Linked DNA regions of Anser cygnoides: region 2 is linked to region 1. The links are chromatin contacts, called in public Hi-C maps. All regions are on one chromosome and are shown on one strand. The core of a region is the stretch at or near the end of the contact, and the rest is flanking DNA. Distances in the headings are between cores, read along the strand shown. Region 1 overlaps REDIC1 (regulator of DNA class I crossover intermediates 1). Region 2 overlaps KIF21A (kinesin family member 21A).

Region 1 (6,523 bases), core at 2,891-5,390:
TGATAATGCAGTGCACACACAGAAATTAATGTATGGATCAAAGAATAAAGGCCAAGTCCTGTATATTGCAAAGAACTGTTTTAAAAAGTTTTATGAGGTAAAGTGTGTCCCATTAAAATAATTATGATATATCTGCTTTATTAAGCAAAAAACGGGGCTATAATATTCATAATTTAGCTTTCTAGAAACAGTCTGGTGGCACAAGGATTTTGTGCAGTTTATGTACAAAGCTTTTGCATTGCATTAGTTTCTTGTATTGTTTTCACTGAATAAACTGGATTACAGGCACTGCTTCCATGTAGCTGTGGTTGCAGAAACATTCAATGATTTTTTTCTTCAAATTTCTCCAGTGCTCTGATGTGCTTGAGATAGCATTGTTGGTCTCACAACATGCTGGAGTTTTCTTCATAGTGGAGTAAAATAATTTTAAATTTTCTACTTAAGAATCAATTCAACAGATCATTTAGCTAAAGCTAAAAATGTATTTATACCCATCTCCCCTCAGGATAACATTTGTGTGTATACTTCAACTTCAGTATGTACTGAAGTGTTTTCCTGAAATAAACCCTTACTACTTTATGTTTTTAATGAAAAAATCGTATCAAAATACATGATTTTTTTTTTCCTGTGAAAGTGGTATATGTGGAAAGAGATGTAAAAGATATAGAAAGGTTTGATCTTTTTGAACTTTATGCTTAGATCAAAATAGTCTTAGATAAATTAAATCTCTTTGCTATCTTTTATCTAGTTACCACAAGTAACAGAACTATCTTATGCTGACTCTAGTATGGAATGTGAAGACAACATAGCAACAGCTTTTAGCACCTGTCCATTGTCCCCTTCTGTTTTTTGGTCCTCTAACTATGCACAGTTTTCAGAAGAAAATTTCAATACAAACCTGATGGGCAACCCTTGGGAAGAGACCTATGAAGATAAGCAGCAAAACCAGGTTTGATTAATATTTTTCTTCTCCTCAGAATTATTTTTAACTAAATTTCATTTATTTGGGGTATAGAATTAGTGTAATGTTGAAGCTAATAACAAACAACAACATTTCTTGTAGGCTAGTGGCAATGATTATTCTGTATACAAATATATTTCTTTTAGTGGTGTGAAACAGCCTCAGTTTGAGCCTGTATTTGCTGAACTCTCAGTATTGCTGATATCTGCAGGAAGGAAGTTAGCCACATACTGCGGCTGTCTTTTGTTTCTGGTTTGTAAAATTGCTTAAAGAAAACTGAAGTACACTACAGTTATAAATACAGCTTTCTTGAATGTACAGTTAGTATAAAAGGGTGTCGTATGATCCCAGGTGATAACCGTGGCCTAAGGAAACAAGAACTTCTATAGCTCTGTCATCAGCAAAAGGAAACCAAAGAAAATGCTGTCCACTGCTAAACAGAATCGATGACCTACTGACAAAGGACACGGAAAAGCCTGAGGCAATAGAGACCTACTTTGCTTCAGTCTTTTCTGGCAAGGTCTGCTCTCTGGCATGTTTTCAAGCCCAGGTTTGGGGAGAGACATACAAAACAGCAGTGAAGCAACAGGTTAAGGAATCCTGAGTAAACTGGACACAAACAAATGCATGGGACTGGACAAGGTGCATCCAATACTAAGGGAGTTGGCTGACATCACTGCAGGGCAGATGCTCATCATCTTTGAAAGACTGTGGTGATCAGGAGATCTTCTCAGCAGCAAAAAATACAAAAAAGCTATGCCCATATGCAAAGAAGACAAGCATGATCCAGGGAAGTTCTAGATCTTCAGCTCACCTGTTACAGAACCAGACCTCCTGGAGGTCATTCAAAGTTGCATGAAGAACAAGAAGGTGACTGAGAACAGTCAGCATACATTTCCCATGGCCATGCTGTGCCTGACAAATCTGATTAACTTCTGTGATGAAATGACTGGCTCTGTGGATAAGGGTCAGCAGTGAATATTATTTACTTTGACTTTAGGAAGGCTTTTGACAAAGTTTACCTTGTGGGATCCTTGTAGCAAAAGTGGGGAGGAATCAACCAGAGGAGTGGATGATAAGTTGGGTAAAAAACTGGCTGTACCATCATGCTCAAAATAATTGCAAAGACAATTATTTTATGTCTAGTTGGCAACTGGCAGGGATGCCCAGGATTTAATAACAAGTCTGATATATTTTCATCAGCAATTTGGATAATGGGACAGAATGCACCCTCAGCATCTCAGCAGGTTCATAAATGACACCAAATTGACAGAGTGGTCATTACAGTTGGAGGGCTGCTGCTCAGAGGGATCTTGACTTGCAGAAGGCCAAAAAAAAAACTCATAAAGTTCAACACAGATAAACAGAACATCCTGCACCTCAGAAGGAATAACTCCACATATCTGTGTAGGTGGGGGACTGACTGAGTAGGCAGCAGCTTCGCAGAGAAAGACCTGAGAGTGCCAGTGGTTAACGAGTTGTACACAAGTCAGCAATGCACCCATGTAGCAATAAAGGCCTTCTACATAAAAGGCTGTAGTAGAAAGAGCATATACAACTGTCAAAGGCAAGTGATTGTTCCCCTCTGAAAAGCATGTGTTAGAAGGCATCTGAAATATTGTGTCCACTCTGGGCACTCTTAGCCCAAGAGAGAGATCAAACTGGAGGAAGACCAACGGAGGGTCACAAAAATTGCTAGTGGATTGGAGCTTATGATAGACATGGAGAGACTGAGCAAAGAGGGTTTGTATAGCTTGGGAAAGAGAAAGCTATAAGGGGATGAGGTAGGGAATCAGACTCTGTCTTCCAGAATCTAAATAGAGTTACAGACAGGACAGAGTAAGAGGTGCACAGTGAAATGACAAGAAATAAAAGTCACAAGTTTAAATGATGGAAATTCTGCTTGTATAGTAAAAAGTGTTGTCACAAAAGTAGCTAAACACCAAAATAGGTCATCTAAGGAGGCTGCGGAGTCTCAGTCCTGAACAATCCTGAGCAATCTGGACTAGCCTTGAAGCTGGCCCTGCTTTGAGCAGGAGGTTGGATTAGACACCTCTTGAGATCCCTTCCACACAACAGCATTCTGTGATTCTGTGACCTTCGGTGGAATGTCAGCTCTTTCCAGTCTATCCAGCTTGTCGATATTATGGGAGCATGGAATGCTTAAAAGGGCATTTTGCATGCTAGCAGTGACATGTGCATACAGAAAAGTATGAATTGTATGGAACTCAGTTGGGCTGTAATGTTTTAGCCTTTACTGTAAAGATAAAAAGAAGTAAAAACAGTTGGAAATCATGTATATTGTTTGCAAACACAACTTTAAAGTTTAAAACGCTATAACTATTCTATAAATTCAGGGTTTGACAGTTTTGATCATTTTCTCAGCCAGGAATTATTTCGGATCAAGACCCTTGGCTTTCAAAACACCCAAGCCAGTGTATTTTAAGAAAGTCTGATACAGTGCCTCTGGAGCTGTTCAAGCCAGTGCACAGGTAGGCAGTGATTTGATATTAGAGAGAGCAAAAATCACAGTAAAGTAAGTAAGGGCAATACCTGCAACTTATTGTTACTTGATTTTTCACAGATTTGTAGTGCTTTTGAAATAGAAATTAAAGTTAAATGAGAAGACTGAACATACAAAGCTGTTTAAATTTGCAGAGAGGCAGCAAACTGTGATTTTGGTAGGTTCTTGGAACCATGGTCTGTTTTTTGCAATATTGCAAACAGAATGGTATTTCTCAATTCATCCACAAGCATGGATTCACTGACAGGCCAAGGGGAGGGTCACTGCTGCCACTCTCATTAGTTCTGGGCACTGTTGCAAGCACTTTTCTGATGACCTTGATGTTGTAGCAATTGAGCAACTTCTCCACCTCCATTGTTTATATTTGGGATTCCAGGAGCAAAAACATTTATTCTTCTTCTCTTTTATATGTGATTCTACTATCTATAGCTTTTTTTTTTTTTTTTTTTTTTTTTTTTTTTAGAATTGATTCAAGAATACTTTCATGAGAAATGCACTTTGTTTCTAAAAGAACAGGCAGAAACCTAGGATTGCTTTCTCTTTACATTTGCTGATTAAAAATCTTTTAATCACAGAGGGTTTAGGGCCAGAGTCATTTGTACTGAACAGCATTTCACTGAACAGTTTCTTTCTAGGTGTTATTTCCTTATATCTAGGGATCTTACAGGGCTAACTTTCCTTTATTCTTTCTATTCTGTTAGTCTGTTGTCTGTGAAAGTTCATGTCAGTCTCTGGAGAGAGCCATAAAAAGACCATACACTATTCTGCAGTTCCTGAAGTACCTGCACTCTGTTTACCTGGGGGGTCAAGGCACTGGGTAGCCCACTGACCGCGATACCTTGATGGACACAGCAGCCTCCAGTCTTAGCCAACATAACTTTCTCACTTTTCCTAGCTCCTCCTAGCTTTCTGCAGCAAAATTTAAAGTTAGGATAATGCTCACCTTGCTGTATATCTTCGTGACTTCCTGATGAATACCTTGATGTTAAAGCCGTACATAATCTTATCTTGCCTACGTCTCCCTTTTCATTTCTCCACAGGCCCTCAGGTCTGCACTCCCCTTAGTCATGGCACCTCTCACAGTCCTCCACCCACTCATGGCTCACTGACAATGTGAAATCTCCTTTCCGACAGCTCTTCAGCTCCATTTCTGTGTGCTTTCCTTGTTTTGTTTTCACTCATTATATCCATAAATTCTTTTACCTTAGTAGCTGTCAACTCTCCTGGGAAGGACGTATCTTTCACAGGATGTGAAAAGCATAAACTTGTACAATCATTTAACATAATTGTAGCATACTGATGATGGAATCGATGTGCATACATCTGAGAGCTGTGACCCCTCAAGTTCATTAAATATTAACTAAAAATTGTAGGTGTCTTGTAAAAATAAGTCTTTCACTCTGAGTAGTGCTTAGCCATTTCCTCATCTATTATCTTTTACTTAGCATTACAAAATGTTCAGCTGGAATTGCTCCACAAAAAGTTTTTACCTTCCTCAGTGGTATCCAACTTTCTCTAGATACAAACCATATTATATTTAGTCTTTTAAAACTGATGCATGGGTACTTTCTCTCTTAAGTTCTCTAGGATCTTTTTCCAGTTCCAAGTATTTTCTGATCAAGACATTACAGATTTTTTTTAAAAAGTTTTTACTTTACCACATTTCAATTTTCAAGTTCCACTGATAGCATTGTCTTTTTATTATTATTTTTGTTTTATTTTAATAAAAGGCATGTTTTGAATGTCCATGGCCATTTCTGCTAATTCTCTGCATATATAAATCTCTTAACTCTTCCCTCAGATTTTCTGAAATGTCAGTCAAGAGATTAAACCTAGAAAGAAGTGGAAATTTTTAAATTAATATCCAAATAAGTGAAAGTGTGATAGCTTTTGCACTAATGATAAACATGATAGCATCCTTCAAAACCACTACTACCAGAAGTGGGGGAGGGAAGTATGGGCAAAACAAAATGTCTGACTGGCCTCCTGACTGTAGAGTAGAAAACCTCTGTGCTTAATTACGATTACTGACCTCAATTACAAAAAAAAAGTCATCTTGCTGAAGAGACCAGGAATTAAAAAAATGCTCAGATCTTGTAATGGGCTTTCAGTACAAGAGTGAACTGTAGCCCTGAAGAATAAACTTTTTATGAACTGAAGAAGCTGTCTACATCTTCTTTTTCTTCCTTTCTTTTTTTTTTTTCTTTTTTTTTTTTCTTTTTTTTTTTTTTTTTTTTTGATACAGAGTGGACTTCTTTGGTCAGCTGAGTGGAGCAGCAGTGACATACTGTGGCTGATTTTATAAATCACAATCACAGTTTCCTACTCGAGGATATGCTCCATGTCTTGGCACATTTGGAGAAATCATGAAACAGAACTCTGTTTAAATCAGCCTTACTATAACGTGGAGATAAAATACAGGCACTCTTTCAGTGGAAATAACATACACTCACGACAGAAGCAAGTGTGTTGAGAAGCAAAGTCTGATTTTTTTTTATCGAGTCGATCATTTGTAGTGTTAGCAGTTAGTATTTTGCTAATTTATATACTGAGCAAGCTGTGTTTTTTTAATTCCCTTCCCCCAAAGGCTGGACTATATGAATTCTGCCAGGAAAAATCCGGTGATAATGACCAGTAAAGAATTAGAAAACAGTGAAGGAATAAAAGAACCATTGTTTGGTGTCGTGAAAGAAACCACAGAACGGAAAGCTCCCCAACATGAAAGTGATTGTCCCTTTCTGGCACTGTTTGAAGATGAGAGCCAATCAATCCATAATAATTCTTCCACAAGACATTTTAATCCTTTTGTTAACCAAAGCAGTACTGCCAATTTTTTCATTGATCTTGAAGACAGAAATCAAATGACCAACAGAGATTATACGTACGATACTGGAGAGGCTCATCCTGCAATTAAAGCGCAAAACAAATCCATAGACAGACACCTGAAAGGCATTTTCACAGCTCCAGAACAGGTTTTGTGTAAAAATAACAATGCATCACTTGCAAGCTACCAGAAAGGCAGCTTTCATAAAACCCAC
Region 2 (6,523 bases), core at 2,466-4,965, 130 kb before region 1:
TAAAACAGTATGGATAATTTTCAAAGCACTGATGTCTGGCCAACATCTTAGCACTTGGGTCCTGCCTGCATAGCTCCATATTAGCCTGAAATACAAGTTCTTGAGGAGGTTAAGAAATGAAAAGTCAATCTGTATTAAATCAGGATACTATCTCAAGTATAACAGAGGAAGATGATGTTATTTGGTAACCACATTTATTGCTGAAAGCATTATCTTTAGTTTAAATTTTCAGGAAGAAATGGGCATTGTGAAGTATGACTATTTAGCTTGTATAATTTAAAAACTATTTTTAAAACACAAATACTTTTAGCTCTCTAGTAAGTTTTTAAAAGCAGTACCCAATAACTGTTCACATATTCCTTCATATGCCAATCTAAACTGTGATCATTTTCACTTTGAAAGTGACTATTTCTCATCACTAAGCATGAGAGCATCTGGTAATGACTGGAAGTGCTTATATAAATGAGTGTTACTATCCAATTTTTTTAGTGTGTGAAATGGAATCAGCCAACAGAAAACAAGCTGTAGAACTATAATCATTTTAGAGCAGAAGAAATCCTAAAAGGATACACTTACTGTTTTGTATTCCATAAGCTCCATCTGTAGCCGTGTAATCTCACTGCGCAAAGCATTTATTTGTTGACTAGCCCTATCCTGATTAACCATCACCTTGTTCTTGATGTTTCGTGCCCGATTTGCGTACTTCAATGTGTTCAAGGTTTCCATGAAGTCTCGATCTGACGGGCTCACACACGCTATCATGAGTGTTTGACTGCAAGTTACAAACATAGGTTAGCTTTACAAATCAAGAACAAAAAGAGTACAGAGAAGCTAATGGGTCTTCATATAGAAGGTGAAAAAAGATGCAGTGACTTCATAACATTTGTGAATTTTTTTTAGATCTAGCTCACTGTAGCAGAAGACTGTCAACCACAAAGTTCCAGCACTGTTACATCTTGTATCACCCTAGCATAGTATAAGAGAGAGATCATTAATTGTTCTACATGTTAAATTATAAAAGCAATTAACTGATGTTCCTAGAAATCTTGTTCAGATTATATTCAGTTTTCCTAATCACATGTAAACTGAGATTAAAATACTTCAAGGCAACCTGAGGCCTCAAATAGTGATTTGGATCATGTTAGTTGTCAGGACTAATTAATTCATGAGGTGCTACCCACTTAATCTGGAAGCTGCCCAAACACTCACCTTCAGCTGCCCGTATGTGCCCAGAACTTCATAAAATACCTGTCTTCCACCTATCTTTTTCTACTGAGATCCAAACTGCCTAAATTCTTCAGCTCCAAATATCTGCTATACCAAAAGAAGCCCAAAAGATAGTACTTATCCTCAGTACACCTGGCAAGAAATTAATTCCATGTTTTGCAACACCACTTAAGCTTAGAGCACCTCCATAAAAAGGAGCAATAGTTGAGCTCTATGCACAAAACAAACAACTACTTCCTGTGCTCCTCTCCACCCTCTAGCCATCCCATCTTGGGATATACAAGGTGAGAACATGCTCCCTGCTCCAAGAAATAGACTGTAAAAAAAAAAGGTGGGGGGGGAAAAAAACAAAGAAAAAAATGCCTTTCATTCCAGCCTAATGTTTTAGTTATTCGCCTGGTAAGGGGAGGAACCAGGATCACACACTCACTCTTATTTCACATGAGACAAGAACAGTTTGGAGGGGTCAGAACCAGAATTCCAGCTGTAGATCCTAGCTTAAAGGCACCAATATGCCCTAAGTTCTCAATAGACAGGGGAAAACACATATATAGGAGGTGACTGGATCATCCCCAGCAGGCTTTAGAGGAACGTGCTTCTCTTTGTTGTACGTGGAAGCTTAGGTGGTTGTGTTAGGAGTGCACTGTCTTCAGGGCAATGGAGAAATATCTGCATTAGACAGACTGGATCTGATCTTCGCCTTCTGTAATTTCAGATCAAGAAAAACAAATTACTTCTTGAAACCCTTTGTGAGGCAAGTGATTATATTCACCTTACACACTGGGAAACTAAACTAAAAAGAGTAACTAGCCTGAGGACACGGGATAGACTCAGTATGTAAGACAGGACTAGATTTCTGCAATTCTCTCTCAGATCTCCTGTGTACCATTGCATCACCTCCCCAGACTTGTGGAGTTTAGTCCTAAAGATATGAATATGCTAGATTAAGAAAATAATAGTAATTCTGAGATCAGGACTACTTGTGCTTTCAGTTTAGAATCTGACTCCTTTTCTAAGCCTCAGACAACTGCTTCTGCTAGCTTTCTTAAAAACTGAGCAACTCAAACTCCACTTTCCTATCTGCATTTTGTAGTGGACTCATTTTTAAACACCATTCTACTCCTTTTATTTTTCCACTTCTTTAAAATGCCTCCCTGAAATCTAGAGAGTGCTCCATATTTTAACTTGAATAACTCAAGAAGCATTAATGCTTAAATGCTGCTTCAAAACTGTTACAGAATTGTATTTGTATTCTAACCTGAATTATATTCTAACCTGAATCACTACCAGCAAATCTTTTTAAGTATTTGCAAAAGAGAATGGCTAATGTGGACTGTAGTACCTAGGGTGGAATTTGAAAAGCTATGGAAAAGTCTAGCAGGAATCTAATAATCTGATTTCCCTGAGGAAAAAATGCATATTTATTAAAATTTAGCTTTCCCACAGTTTGTTTGCTAAAGCATGGATATGAAATTATTTAAGTTGTGTTACAATGTGCAACTCTTCCTTAACAGCAAATTACTAATTTTTACCTGTCTTGTCATGTATATTACATGAATAAAAATGAGGGGTGGGAGAAAAAAAATGAACATCCGTCAGGAACAGAAATAATATATCTTCATAACCTTGTAAATGATCTGGAACTGCATTTGCTGTCTGCATTTTACAGTAAGCTGTAATTTCTCTTGAAGTACAGAAGAGGGAGCAGTTGAGCTACCAGACAAAAAATGTTTTGAGTCAAATTAAAATAATATTTCAGTAAAAGTGTAATTTTAGAAGCAGCTTGAAAAGTGACTATTAGCTGGTGTATTTGATATAAAATTAGTCAAGAAATGCTATTTGTAAAGTTATTTCCAGAAACAGCTTGGAAGTCATGCACTCGGTTTCTCCTGATTTTTCCCTATTATTGGGTTTCTTCCTCCGTTAAACACTTTTGAAAATCCTAGCCTTTATTTTACCCATTTTTTATATCTCTGTGCTGCAATACTGCAGACTGTTACTGAAGTTATATCTCTGAAGAACAGAGCAGTGATTTAAGAAATCTCCACTTCTCCCTATTCTTTTGTGAAATGCCCAGAATACTTCCTGCCCCCCTGAGGACAGCAGTCAGCCATATCAGATTAAATAGAGCAATAAATGTACTAGCTTGCTAAAACATACTTAACTACGGTCCCTTTTGTCTTTCTACATGTTCATGTTGCATGTTTGCTTAGAGCTTCCAGAGCCTAAGCCTCTCTTCCTCGTCTTTATGCAGTACATAGACAGAGAAGGGTCGTACAAACAGTTCTGGTGACACAGTTGTTTGATTTTACTCGTCTCTAACTCACCACCAGATAACTGGACATATCCACAATATCCTGAAATAGACAACCTTTATGAAAAGACGGCAGTGTATGTGCTAAGCTGCCTTGCTCAACAACAAAGGGTACTTTGTGCAAGGAGAACTGGCTGCATGAAGCTCCTGCTCATGGTGATCAGAGCAGACAGTGAGCCTGTGCCCACAAGGGCAGCAGTCGGAGCTAGACAATCTAATTTGCAAATGTGGTTTGGGCTCCCTAGCTAATAGATGGCAACACATGCTGACGCAAGCCAGCAGACATCCAGGGAGAGACATCAGCCAACAATAAAGCTTTCCTGAGAGGTAAGGCTGACATCAAAGTCAGCATGAATGCCTCTGCAGAAACGTCTCTCTGCTTTTAGGCCTTCATCTGGCTCTTACAAGGCACAGCTTCAGCAGCAGCCAGCATCTATGAGGACTTCACAATATGAAATGCAATTATAAATATAAATAGTAAGGGCACAGTATCGTTAATCCCCAAGCCTTAGCCCTGTGGATGCAATGCAGTCACCTCCATGGTAACCAACACAAACCGTGGCAAAGGGCTTGAATGAAGAAATATAACTGGATGATACCTGTAACTGGATGGTGAGTAAATAATGGGATAACTGCACGCAGATAACCACAATGCTACCTCTTGGGGAGGGAAAAGGCATGAGAAAAGGGACTGAAGGGAAATTAGTGACAAAAAAAAATCAAACAGAGAACACAAAATTTGAGAAGTTAAAATAGCAATAGTCTGACGAAGTTCTCCAGGGAGAATTCTGGTGTTTTTTGTTTGTTTTGTTTTGTTTGTTTGTTTTTACAGTTGTATTTAAAGATAGACGAAGTCAAAGTCACCTCCTCTGTTACTATACTGGCAACACATCAAAAGCCAGTATTGTTTAACAATTCAGGTTAAAAAAAAGCAACAAAAACATCTGCTTGAAGCAGAAAGCCACCATGGCTTTAAACTATGCTGTAATTCATAAGGCTATGACACAATAACAGATTTAACATTTATGGTACCTATAATCTAAAGAGGAAGGACTTGTCCTTTACTTAGAAGTTATCATTTCCAGGTAACTCAAAGCCCCATGTCTAGTAAAGCTACAACAGCATTGAAAAGAATGATGCAAAAAGCCTCTTTAATATCTTTTCCTTGCGTTGCCAGCATTTCCAATCATAACAGTCATTTCCAATCATAACAGTCATTTAGTTTTGGAACCTCCCACCAACAAACAATAATAAAGATAACAACTCTCTTTAAGGGCTATTTTACTTTCTGAAGATCATGTACTCATTCACTTCCATTCACAATGAAACATGCAAAATATTCCCGTACCTGTTTCCCCCAAGGGAGTCTTGAAGTAGCCTTGTAAGCTTTGAATCTCTGTATGGTACATGAGTTGCCTTCTTACTTTTATCTCCCAACGCACTTATTACATTGCCAAGAGCTAGCTGTAAAACACAAGTTCACATTACATGCAAGTTAGAATGAATTCCTGGGTAGCTTTATTTTAAAAATCAGTCACAAACTCCAGCCTGTGCATTGGGAGGGTGGGGCGTAGAAATCACATGACAGTTAACATACTAAAAAAAGTATTTCTTTATGTTTTTACATTGGAAATGATTTGATTTACTGTTAGCATGGAAATTTATAAATGTTTATTGTACAGTCTGGTATCTTCAGGAACAAAGAGCTTAACACAGTTGTGTGCACTTTCTATTGATATCTCACATCATTCACAAACTAAGTTAGAACTACTTCATGTAACGAACACTTTGTTTCAGTGATTATTAAAGCTTGTCTATGCCTCTAATGGTAGCCACATTATCTTTAAAATTGATCTTTATCAGGCTGCTTTACGCTAAATTTAGAATAATATATGGAGTATTGATATGAAAAAACAGATTTTACTACCACTATGGATATAAAATAAATTGCATCTGGCGAGGATTTAAGCATTTAAGGTTTGAAATTATGTAGTCCATAGCCACTGCATTGCTAAAAAGTGGCTTGTTTCATGTTTATAAACAGCTAAATATTTGGCTATAAACTTATTTTTAGATGTATAACTAACTACATGTACAGGATTATTCACTTGCCAAATTAAAACACATTCCTCTAGATGGCGCCCTGTACAATCAATTTTTAACACAGTCTTGAAAATGGCTTTACTGCACCCAGCAATTGCAGAACTGCATACAGACCATGTGCTAAGAGTGCTTTAAAGTTTAATTCATCTTCATCTGTGTTTCCCAAAGTTAATGGCTGGAATTCACTGTAAATGTTTTGTGAACATATAAAATATTACTTTTACTATGCTTGTTTTCGCCTTTGGGCATTCTGTAACCCATTTTTGTTAAAGATGCATTTGTTCCATTAAAACTCCAAACTTCTATTGGCTTTGTGCCTATATCAATGATGAAATTGAAGTGAATGCTCTTCCGTTGGCTACAAAATATAACCACTGCCCTGACTGTAAGAGAATCATTAAAAGTTCCAGTGTGCAGAATACATCTGATACTATACACTAGAACCAGGAAAAAAAAAAGCTATTTAAAGGTATGATTTCAAACAAAATGAACTTGTGTTATTGGGTCTTTAAAAGAAGAATTGCAGAGCCTACACACAGCCAAGCAGCTCAAAACAAAAGATATGAAACCACAATCTTCACTGATAATCACCAGCACTACTTTTCAGTGTACTCATAATTAAATAAAGCATTTAATAGCTAATTACAAAAATGCATAAAGAGCCAGTACTCAGATAAAAAATATGAAGTGATGCTATCAACTTAAAAATTTTATTTCTACTTAGAAATGTTTTGTCTAGGGTTGTTTTATACTACATTTCATAACTGTAATATAGAGTCAGCACTTATTCATCAGTTAAACTTGTTCATTGTCCATGTTTTATGTGCCTGTACTCCCTGAAAACTGCTTGCAATTTTCTCCACTTGTTTGGTTCTTGAT

The links. A called contact is a pair of places that touch in the nucleus more often than the background predicts.
Region 2: a contact with region 1 is called in a Hi-C map of liver, with 2.6 times the contacts expected there. The contact joins two enhancer-like sites. A contact is called at or near these places in 3 of 7 Hi-C or Micro-C datasets (granulosa cells and liver).

The regions. Positions count from the first base shown.
Region 1 is chr1:16,188,063-16,194,585 of Taihu_goose_T2T_genome, reverse strand. It overlaps REDIC1 (regulator of DNA class I crossover intermediates 1), which reads left to right. Exons shown (of 13, transcript XM_066989846.1): 6 at 749-949; 7 at 3,347-3,453; 8 at 6,073-6,523. Among named protein-coding and RNA genes, the nearest start is that of REDIC1, 10 kb to the left of the region's middle. Within about 2 kb of position 4,140, at least 2 of the 3 cell types and tissues checked have open chromatin away from gene starts, as enhancers often do. A contact at or near this core is called in liver, where this site is marked.
Region 2 is chr1:16,321,328-16,327,850 of Taihu_goose_T2T_genome, reverse strand. It overlaps KIF21A (kinesin family member 21A), which reads right to left. Exons shown (of 34, transcript XM_066989881.1): 7 at 4,890-5,005; 8 at 577-772. Among named protein-coding and RNA genes, the nearest start is that of KIF21A, 42 kb to the right of the region's middle. Within about 2 kb of position 3,715, at least 1 of the 3 cell types and tissues checked has open chromatin away from gene starts, as enhancers often do. A contact at or near this core is called in liver, where this site is marked.